Linked DNA regions of Pan troglodytes: regions 1 and 2 are each linked to region 3. The links are chromatin contacts, called in public Hi-C maps. All regions are on one chromosome and are shown on one strand. The core of a region is the stretch at or near the end of the contact, and the rest is flanking DNA. Distances in the headings are between cores, read along the strand shown.

The links. A called contact is a pair of places that touch in the nucleus more often than the background predicts.
Region 1: a contact with region 3 is called in a Hi-C map of stem cell-derived neural progenitor cells, with 4 times the contacts expected there. The contact joins the enhancer-like site here to the promoter of ZNF608 in region 3. A contact is called at or near these places in 1 of 7 Hi-C or Micro-C datasets (stem cell-derived neural progenitor cells), 1 of 1 datasets of contacts at active chromatin or transcription factors (stem cell-derived excitatory neurons) and 1 of 1 other capture datasets (stem cell-derived neural stem cells).
Region 2: a contact with region 3 is called in a Hi-C map of stem cell-derived neural progenitor cells, with 6 times the contacts expected there. The contact joins the enhancer-like site here to the promoter of ZNF608 in region 3. A contact is called at or near these places in 1 of 7 Hi-C or Micro-C datasets (stem cell-derived neural progenitor cells), 1 of 1 datasets of contacts at active chromatin or transcription factors (stem cell-derived excitatory neurons) and 1 of 1 other capture datasets (stem cell-derived neural stem cells).

What each region holds. Positions count from the first base shown.
Region 1 is chr4:122,947,717-122,951,239 of NHGRI_mPanTro3-v2.0_pri, reverse strand. All of the region lies in intron 3 of LOC104006543 (a long non-coding RNA gene), which reads right to left. Among named protein-coding and RNA genes, the nearest start is that of ZNF608, 450 kb to the right of the region's middle. Within about 2 kb of position 1,554, at least 6 of the 24 cell types and tissues checked have an H3K27ac peak or open chromatin away from gene starts, as enhancers often do. A contact at or near this core is called in stem cell-derived neural progenitor cells, where this site is marked.
Region 2 is chr4:122,811,096-122,814,514 of NHGRI_mPanTro3-v2.0_pri, reverse strand. All of the region lies in intron 3 of LOC104006543 (a long non-coding RNA gene), which reads right to left. Among named protein-coding and RNA genes, the nearest start is that of ZNF608, 310 kb to the right of the region's middle. Within about 2 kb of position 2,139, at least 5 of the 24 cell types and tissues checked have an H3K27ac peak or open chromatin away from gene starts, as enhancers often do. A contact at or near this core is called in stem cell-derived neural progenitor cells and stem cell-derived neural stem cells, where this site is marked.
Region 3 is chr4:122,501,905-122,505,680 of NHGRI_mPanTro3-v2.0_pri, reverse strand. ZNF608 (zinc finger protein 608) reads left to right here and starts at 2,161. Exons shown (of 10, transcript XM_016953710.4): 1 at 2,161-2,461.

The sequences.
Region 1 (3,523 bases), core at 305-2,804, 450 kb before region 3:
AATTATCCAAATAGTTCCAAACCAGAATCTAAAACTGGGGATGTGGGTCGCGGAGATCTATTTCCTAAGTTATCCATACTAGCTTTATTATTGACTTCATCATTCAGATAAATGTTCAAAATCCTTGCTGGATTTGTATGAACAGAAAAAGCATACAAATATTTGAAATCATATCTTCCAAAATAGATTTGCCTGTTGATAGCTATCCTTTCACCTGGAACACTGGGAACACTGGTTAAAACCATGAATAACAGCAGCTGAAAACTATGGTTGTCAGATTTAGCAAAATAAATAAATAAATTATGATGTGTGGGGGGCTAGGGGGCTCCAATTTGAATTTCAGATAAACAACTCATGATATTTTAGTATAAGAATGTCTCAAATATTGCATGGAATATGGGGCATGCACAATTTGGAATATACTTGTACTAAAATATTATTCATTTTTCATTTGAAAGTTGACTTAATTGGGAATCCTGCATTCTACCCGGCAACCCTGAAAGATGTACTCTTTATTTTCTTACTTCCTGAATGTACTAAGACATCCTTTCCTTCACACACACACACACAGGCACACACACACCCTAACTTTCAATTAACACAGAGGGTTTTTTTTGTATTTATTCATCAGGTTATCTCTAAGTTTATTTTAATCGTATTTTCCTCTCAAGTACTGCCTTTCCACAGTAGTAAAACATATGCTGTTTGCTGCCTAAGTAGATGGGTAATGTAAGCTGTGATGTGGAGAGAATTCTTCTCTTATCCGTTCTCTCTGAGGGTGTAGTTACAGAAACATATATATGTGCTTTTATCTGTGATAAGAGCTACCATCTGCTAGCTGCAATGTGCACAGCTTACCGTCTGAAGTGCTTATACATATTATGAAAACACACAGCTTTTGTGTATGTTGAGAATACATATAGACTCTGTTCTAATAAACCAGAATATTAGCTTTTGAATATGTCAGATCGATGCAAAATATAACCATAATTATGGACAAGAACGATTAGAGCTGGCACGTTGCCATGTGTGTATTTATGCCAGTAGCATCTTTGGGATCTTTTAATATTGCATTATTTGCAACCTCTTTCTATGAGATAATTATTTTAGAAAAATGGAACCTTTTCAATGAGGAAAGGCTTTTGCTTCATTCAAGGAGCAGAAGTTTCAGGATGGGGATACCAAATCCCTGGGATATGGGCTGCATATACGTGAGCAACGGGAGAGACTGAGACCACGCGACAGAACATATAAATCTGAGTTACTTTGACCTTTAATCCAGGAGAGCACGAAGAGAAATGCACTAGGAAGGTTGGTTTGTAGCTGTCTGGAGACTGATAAGCTGTAATAAAGGTGCACTCAGTTGCAATTCATCTAAAGCTTCCATTGCTATCATCCTCCTTTTTCGATTTTTGTTACCTCGAGTACTTATCTAAATCCCTTTCAATGCCAGCTTGAATGCACTTTGTGTTCTCTCCAACTGTGACTAGGGCTGTCTGTGTGCGTCCGTGTGCTACAGCACACTCTCTTTCCCCTTGTTTGACAAGAACCAATGCCAACACCTAATTAAGGATAAGCCACAGAGCTCTCGGCTTTATCTTTGTCAACTGCTCCATTCCTAGCTTTCTGCCTAGTTGAGTTTTTAATGACATAAGCAACAGTTCGGTTCAGCATTCCTCAGGCCCGTTCCAGATCTCAGTGACTAAATATGGCAAGCAGCAACAGCGGAAAGATGGTGGCCCTTTGTGCCCCATGTCGTGTGAACACTGGGGAAATAGGGCCACACTGGCTTCCATGTGTTATCTGCCCACTCTGCACCTGCAGTGCGGACATGCAGGGAGGAAAAATTCACACGATGTCTCTCTCAGAAGTTTTCCAAATCTTCCAGGCACTTAATTTATGAAGAAGTCTCATCTGTTTCAATTTCATGTTACATTGTATTAAACATTCTAACTCAATTTTGCAAATGTAAGAGTTAATCATTCCCTAAAACTCTGGTGAAATCAGATTAAGATGCCTGTTACTTCCAAACAGCCAATTCACTGTATATTTTTAAAATAAAGTATGGTGTGTGTGTGTGTGTGTGTGTGTGTGTGTGTGTGTGTGTGACAGACAGAGAGTGAGAGAGAGAGAGAGAGAACAGAGGAGCTTCTACCATATTTTCCTGTCTATACTTTTCTATTATACTAGTAGAAGTGCAATCATTTTCCTGGAAGGTGAGATTCATTGTTAGTTTTAAATATGCGCATTTGCATTTCTCTTTGTTCTCTGACCTTGGTTGAAGCTTAATGTTTTAAATGATCATAGAACTGTCACAAGGCATGGAGTTATCTCAAGACAATATTTGCTGAAAGATCATTGAAACAAAATATATCCAAATTGTGTGTATCACTGGTGTTGGTGTGATTTTTGACAATGTTAAAGGCACCTAGATTCAGTGGGGGAAAAATTGATTATTTGTTGCATTTTCTATTGCTGCTTTGCTTCGGCTTTATGTTTTCTTTAAAATTACAAAACATTTTTTGTTCTGACTTCAGTATCATCTCTTTTTTCAATTCACTTGGATGTGTTGACCCCATTCAAACTTTTGTTTTGTTTTGTTTAACTTGTAATTTTGGATGTCAAGAGAAAAAAGAACATCAGCATTTTATCTGCAGACATGGAGGAGTTGAAATATTCTTCCAAAAGAAGACGACGTTCGTAAATGCAATTATTCAATAATTCTATTTCACAGACAATTCCGGGTTGGTCCCTATGTGATCCATAATATACTAGGTATAGAATGAATTTTAAAAAATGATAATCCCCACATGGTAGGAATTTAGAGTCCAATTAAAGATACAAAATATTTTATATCCAACATGTCTTTATGTGACTCTTTGGAAATAGCAGTAAATCTCGGCAAATATTTTAGAGTCTTAAATAGGATATACTTGTTCCCTTTCTTCCTGAGTTGATCAACCCAGTCCTATCTACAAAAGCAAAATGAAAAATTGAGTCTCTTATCTACTCTATTTAAACCAAACATTTGCTTTTGCCCAAGTTATCTGAATATTTCGGATAAAACTTTTGCTCACTCAAGTGATTCAGGCCTCAGTGCTTTCTGCCTGCCAGTAGAGACAGCATCCCTTCTGAATGCGGCCCCAGCATGTCAGAGGCAGTGACACTGCCTGCACCTGCCACCTCTCCTTTGGGATTCCAAGCTGATGCTTTTGATGTTTCTTCTGATTAACATGGTTTTTCTGAGTGGTGGTGATGGATTTGTACTAAAACATCTGTACTCTGTTATAAAGCACCCTGGGAGACTGAGGCAGCTTGGTAAGATGACCATGGAGAGATCTGTGTGCGTTCTATGACCACAAAATTGAGTATTTCTCTTCCCTGCATTAATAGGACCACACTGAAATCATAGTAATCAGCTTTACCTCTGACTAATTCATCCATCTCCTCAAAGCTAATATTCTGAAATACTGTACTGTCAGAAGTAGCAAATGCAGACTTCTCAATAGTTTAGTTCACCTGA
Region 2 (3,419 bases), core at 890-3,389, 310 kb before region 3:
CATGCATATGCATACGTGTATACACATGCATATGCATACATATACATATATGTAGAGAGAAAGAGAGAGATTTATTTTAAGGAATTGGCTCACATAATTACAGAGGCTTGGCGGGTCCAAAATAGAGTAGGTAGCAGGCTGGAGACTCAGGGAAAAATTGCAGTTCAAGTCCATAAGCAATCTGCTGGCAGAATTCCTTCTTGTTCAGGTCAGTCTTCGTTTCATTTAAAGCCTTCAGTTGATTGGATGAGATCCACCCACATTTAGGGTATCTTTTTCATTCAAAGTACATAGATTTAAATTTTAATCTCATCCAAAAAAATGCCTTCACAGAAACATCTAGAATCATGTTTGACCAAATATCTGAGCACCATGGTGCAGCCAGTTTGACACATAAAATTAACTATCACATTGCCCTTCTATACCATCATCCACATATCCACATTCAGAGTCACTGGAACTCTGATTTCCCGTATGTGAGTATTCTCTAGCATCACATGTGCACAAACCATGTTTCATTCACCACTTTATTTACCCAGAAGCCGCTAGTGGAGCAGCAGCTTTTGGGTGACTTTTCTGGTGGACAGTTTAATTTTACTTGTGAACTCAACTGTCTAAGCTATGCTACAGGAATCCCATTCTCTCTTGTGTGTCCACATTGGCCTGACCAATGAAACTCTCAGATCTCCTCTGAAGCAAAGAGGCAAATGCTTTGGTTAATTGGTGTGGTCAAGTCTCAGTTTGAGAGAGACATGTTTTCTTGGCTCACAGTTTAGGATTTCATGCTGATCTGGTCGACACAGTTCAGATGAGTTTGACCCACCACTGCAGTCGTTATCCTTTGATCTGGAGTCTAGTTTGTAATTTGACCCATTCAGATGGCTTCCCTATTATAGTTAAGCAAGACAAAACCAAATCACCCCATTTATCTTAATGGGCTTTTTTTTTTTCTTTCCTTATTTCTTTCTTTTTCTTTTCTCTTTTCTTTCTTTCTCTTTTTAACATGAAGCCTTGCCGATCTTTTGTTAAGAAGAAAAAGGAATCTGTGTATCTGATGGGCTTTGAAATACCATCTGGTGTTTAATGTTATTGTGCTCTGTTCTCACAGTGGTGTGCTGACTCATATCTTCAAAGTTCAACAACCATTCAGTCACAGTCACCATTCAATATACTGTGTCATTATCAAAGATTTGGATTTACAAAATGCTACCTGGAAACAAAGCACACTTAACAGGCTGTTCTCCCCAAGGCTGGCTCTGCCGCCTGAGATGAGTCTTCTAGTGTGAAGTCTGTTTGTCTGACATTTGTCACTGACCTTTGGATACTCAGCAGAACTTTTAACCCTGAAAATTGCTGGTTGAATTATGCAATTTTATGTGCCTTAAGAAATACAACAGCATTCTTACTCCAAGATGTAAGTCTGGGCTTTTCTTCTACAAACACCCATATATTGGCAATTAATGTGTGAACAGATAAACTTCATTTTAATCATTAAATATGTGCCAAGAAAGTTGAATATTCATAGATACTCTAAGTGTTAAATGCAGAAGGAAAATACATCAGTGAAATAAATCCTGTGATGCACTATTTCGTTTCAGAGGAAAAAAACATTTTATGAGAGAATATTTATTCCAGAATGCATTGTTTGGGAGGTTAGAATATTTTTTAAGAGGAACACACAAGTATGGTTTCACAAGTTTAAGCAGCATTATTAAATACTTGGACAAAACTTGTGCTTATTGCTTTTAGAATAACAATCTGGCTTTCTCTTTTCACTTAATAATGATCAGGACTACTTGTATAAAACACACAGTACAGTGCTTTATGCAACAGTCATAAACAACCTCTCCTAAAATGCGTTTTTGCTTTTCTACCCTAGTGAACAGCTCTGTTTGAGTAAATGATCCATCCTTGAATCATGTATGCAGAGACAAGATCAGCGTTGGATTGTTGTTTTAATAAACTGGAAGTCTGCCAACATTATCTGGGAAGAGGACGAGGACATTAATGCTAGCATGCAATCTAGCCGTGTTTGGATTTAAGACAGAATTTAATCTTCTTGCCTCCTTTCCTTCCCCTCCTCCCCCTTTCCAGTCCTTTCTTCCCTTAGTACACAGTCTCTTTTCATGGAGTTAACTCAAGCTATCTTAAACAGCATGAACTAATAAAGGATGACATTTTTAAAAGGGGAGGCATTCACAAATGTTGGAATGTGGAACATTTAAAATTCTATGGTACTTAGTTTAAGAGAGTGGTGATTAATGAGTTTATGTTATCTATCAAAATGCTTCCATCATGCTGCTGATGTGACATGGGATTTATGGTAATGAAAAACCTGCAATCCATCCCCGGTATCTAAATCTATCAGCCCCACATTCATACAAAAAGCACTAAATGATATATTTGTAGCTATCTGAAAGCAAGATCATTTTTAAGATATGTACGGCCAAAAGAGAACATTCTTAAAATATAGGAAAGGAAACGATTTCCTTTCCAACCTATTGCTCTAGCAAGCATCATACTACGAATATCAATCTCTTCCTGGAAAAAAAAAAAATACTGAGCAGATGATGACCACATGATTAGGCTAGTCATTCTCAGTGAATTTCCTGTAATTTTCTTGGAAATCCTTTGTAGTACCTTTGCTAAGGGTCATACAAATTTTCATTTGGATAATTTGTAATTGTTTGTTGTGCTTTGCATCTTAGAGAAAATCCACTACTACCTTGAATAAAACTCACTTGGTTCCATCTGCAAATCAAAAGAATTCCAAGTAGGCCAATAGAAAGCTTCATCCATTCTCAGCAATTGTTATGCACCACCCATCCCTCCCTCTTCATTAGGTAGCTATTCCTATTTCTGAACGACCTAAGATAACATATATCAACATAATAAAGTTAATTCGCTGCAAGATGTGCTAAAGAGATTTGTGTGTGCAAATAGTGAAAATACTGAACTTTGCGAATGATTTACTTCTTTAAAACAAATTTGACCAGATCAAGTATATATTCATAAAAAATACCAATCTCTATTACTTATACTCTGAAATGCTTTCATGAGTGGGAGAAAAGAGGGAGGAGTTACACCTAGAAGATGCAGAAATTTTTATATAAACTTAGGGAATATAATCATGTGTTTTGTATGCCCTAGCGGAGGCGGTGGAAAAACCACTGTTCTTGGCATCATGAGGACCATCTCTATATTCTGACTCTGTGGGTAGTCATTTTTGTCAGGGTCATCTACATGTCAGGCATTTGGGTGCCTACACTGTAAGTTAATCCACTTCTGTATGCTTTGGAAAACAGACAAAGAGCCCTGTAGTGAAATATTTTTCTTAAGGCGGAATTTCTACTTCCAAAGAGCAGACATCAGCTTAGTGTGTTCCAGAAACAGCACAGGCTTGTATTCCTTCGCCATTT
Region 3 (3,776 bases), core at 912-3,411:
CTTTGGTTTTAGTTAGACTTCATCTGTGCTGCAGACGCTGTAATTTGTTTTGTATTGGAGGAACTCCAATCTTCTCCAGCTTCACTAGGTCTCATTTTTAAATGTCCCATTCTTTTAAGAACTACCTATATATTATTTCCAAACTAATATAACATATGGGGTAGGCATGGGCTTCCAAAGGCTGAGATGTAGATGACACCCCAGGGACACAGGAAGTGCCCAAGAGTGATCTGATCCTTTGAGAAATCACTCTTTTAGAAGAAGAAAAGTTAAAAAACAGTATGGTGCTGTATTCTTATCAATGGGGCATACACAAATGTAAAATCTGTATATTCAAAAATATAAAACAAATCTCAAAGCTAAAATGGAGGCTAGGTAGATATCAGATCCCTAATTTGCCCATTTTATTTGTTAAAGTACAGCTTTGATTTGAATACAAATTGACTTAGGGAGAGCTAAGGACTAGTACAGGTTGCATTCCTCTGGTTTATATGTCCCAATAAAGGGTGGAAACTGCTGTTTATTACTATTTGCAGCCTCAAATCTAGTTCATTTATGGTAGTGAAACAGCTAATTGGCAATTTTTTTATGGACTAAATATATTGAAAGCTCAAACATGAGTCAATAGCCATTATTTAAAATATGTGACATAAATATTTTTATTGATCCACGAAGTCATCACTGAATATTTACATCAGAAGCTGTCTTCTGCTAGCACTCATTCACTTTACATGTCCATATGACTCAGTTAAGACACAACCTTAAATTGCAATTGTCACGTGGAAATTACAATCCCAGTAGTACTGGATCTTTAAAACTTGGGATCATGATGCTTTCAGTTTACAGTAACCTTTGACTTTCAAATGTCCATATTGTAGCTTCTAAAAACAATGAAGGTAACAATAAAAAATTAAAAATTAAATGTACTCTAAAGGCTTAATATATGTAAATACATTAGCTTAAATATGTTAGCTGTTATAGTAAAATGCTAAACTTGTTATTTCATATTAACCTCTCTTATCCTATGAGCTGAGTCTCATTAACTTGGTTGCTGGCATTTGTCCTACAATACATTCTAAAATATTTCTGTGTTTGTGGATTGTAGATGTAGCATTCAGAGGATTCATGATGCCCCCTTCCCCACCAGTGGGGTTAAAGATATGGGGGAAGAGGAATTCTGACCCTTCCACAGTTTAAATACGTGTACTGGGACTGTTTAACAGTTAATCTTCCTAGTACATTTAACTTTCATAAGTCGATTTTTTAAAAGATGAGGCTGGCCCGAGGTGTTACTATGGTTAGCTGGGGCCTTATTTTAATATTAAGTTTTTCTTTTTTGGAGTCACATAACACCAGGTGGAAAAGATTTGTTACTAATTCCAGGGAAGAACCATTCACATAGTGTTGGTTAAATGGTCGCCTGCGTTCACACTTCAGTGCCTGTAGACCAGAGCCCTGGAAACAAAAGGGTTACTTGTTTCCCCACCATCGCCTTTACCCGCAGATCGATTTTTCTTATTTAATCAGCGAGTAAAAAGAGAGACACAGGGAAGAAAAAAAAAATTGCAGGAAGGGCAAAGTGGTGGGGGGAGGGTTGAAAGCCAGAAGCTGCAATACAGAAAATCAGTCTTGGGAGTTGGGCTGCGAAGTCCTTGGAACAAGGAAGGGAAGCCGGCAAAATGCTCGCAGTCAGTTCCACACAGCCAGCCTCCCTTTTCTCTTCGCTACGCGCTAGCGGCTCGTTTGGCTTCTCTCTGCCACCGAGCGATCACATACATTATTTCCCCCAAGATAACACAATCAAACTTGTATTTACCGACATCCTCTCCTCGCAGCCTGTTTGAGATTTGTTTTAATAAATAAGTGTTTTATGTGAATGATGTTGTAATTGAAAGGGGCGCACCATTTTTTTCCCTTCTTACTGCGGGAGGTTCCTCAACCCCAATCTGGTTGGAAAATAAAACGCTTTGTCTCCACAACCACCCCCCACAGCACCCCCACCCGCTCTCAGTGTGTGTTTTATACGTGTGTATATCTCAACCCCCTACAGTAGCCAAGAGAAAGCAGCTAGCCAATGAGAGAGCCCAGTTTCATAAAAGCTGCTCTCTGATTGGCCCGATGCGAAAGGGCACTGGGAACAAAGAAAAGTCCCTTTCAGGTATAGAGGCTGAGAGCTTCTTTTGCTCCACTCCCCCTGTGTGTGTGTTGTGTTTCAGTCCTGATTTAGTGTTGCAGAACAAGCTTGTTGTGTGTGTGCACCAGGGGGATTTTTGTTTTGCTTTTTTTAAATTTCAATTTTTGCTTTTATAAAAAATACACAGGACGGTCTGTGACATTTGATGGTCCATCTTCTTTAATAATAAATTTGTTGAAGAGATTATAATTTCCAAAATAAAGCGGCTGCAACCAAACACATTCAATGCAGTTAGAAGGAAAAGGTCAACTCGATCCAATACAGACCGTAAGTACGGTTGCGTGGTGTGTCTCTATATAGCACTTAGCGGGGACTTCATGCAGGGGAATGTGCGAGTTTTATGCATAGAAATGAGGAACTAGTTATAGGGTTTGGCTTTTGCATTTAGAACAACAACCCAAGAAGGGTGAATTTTATTCAGTGGAGGGTGAAGCATTTGTAACTTCACACAAATTAAGCTTGACTGGGCACTCGGGGTAACTTAGAGGAAATTAGCTTTTGGGCTCTAACCCAAAGGAGAATAAAAGTGACACAGTTACATATCCTGGTCTGCAGTGTCAATTCTCTAGCTCACCTTACTCCCTCCCTCTTCTGTCCTAGCTGGGCAGACCCCCCTCCCAAAGCGATACAGGAAAATGGGGGCAAGGGCAGAACAAGCCGATTTCTGTCTCCTGTCAGATCCCAGTGCCCGATAATTTAATATTAAACAAGGGAATAGTCACTCATTACATGTAATGGTTATAATTACCATTCGCCATCTCCTTAAAAAAGCAAGCAACAAAAATACCATTAAGAGAAAAAATAAAAGCCCCACCCAACCCAAACAAACCCACAAATAGTAACAATGGTGTATTTATTACAGGACCAGGCTGGGGAGCAAGCAAAAGGTTTTTCTTTGTTTAATACATGAAGTGGGGGTCCCTAAAATCCAAATAGCTCGGAGATACCCTTCTCCCTCCCCCAGGCGTCCCCGTCCCTGGCCCCTTGGGAAAGCCGACAAATTGGAGATAAGTTGAGGAAAGGTTTATAAAGTGTTTCTTTAAAACATCTGCTTTGCTCTTGTGCTCATTACATTTCACTCCTTCCGAACTTCGGAGATCCTAGATCTCCGAGAAATGTTTCACATTCATAACTTGTAGCTTCGCCCACTGCGGGGTGCGGAGGGAAGAGGTTGGGGGAGTGTGTGCAGGGGGAGGGGAGAGACTTTCAGCTTTTTTTTTTTTTTAAAGACCAGATCAGTATTTTCTTGATACGCTTGTCACCATTTTTGTTCTCACGACAACCAATTGAGCCCTTGATCCTCACGTGATGTGAAAGGCTTGCACTGTAACAAAATCGCTCCTTTTAGATGGTTGGTTGTTACTAACTCGCCCATCCCCCTCTCCCAGCCCCGACATTTCCAGCAAAGCGACTCTCCACTTCCAATCCATCAACAATTCATTACTGCTTTTAGCTTCCAAACGCCAGCTAATTAAAAATACTAAGCCAAGCTCCGGGGCCATCTGACTAAACACAGGAGGGGGTGGGCGAAGGGAGGAGGAGGAGAGAAAAAATAAATAAAAGGGAGACACACCGTTTGCTG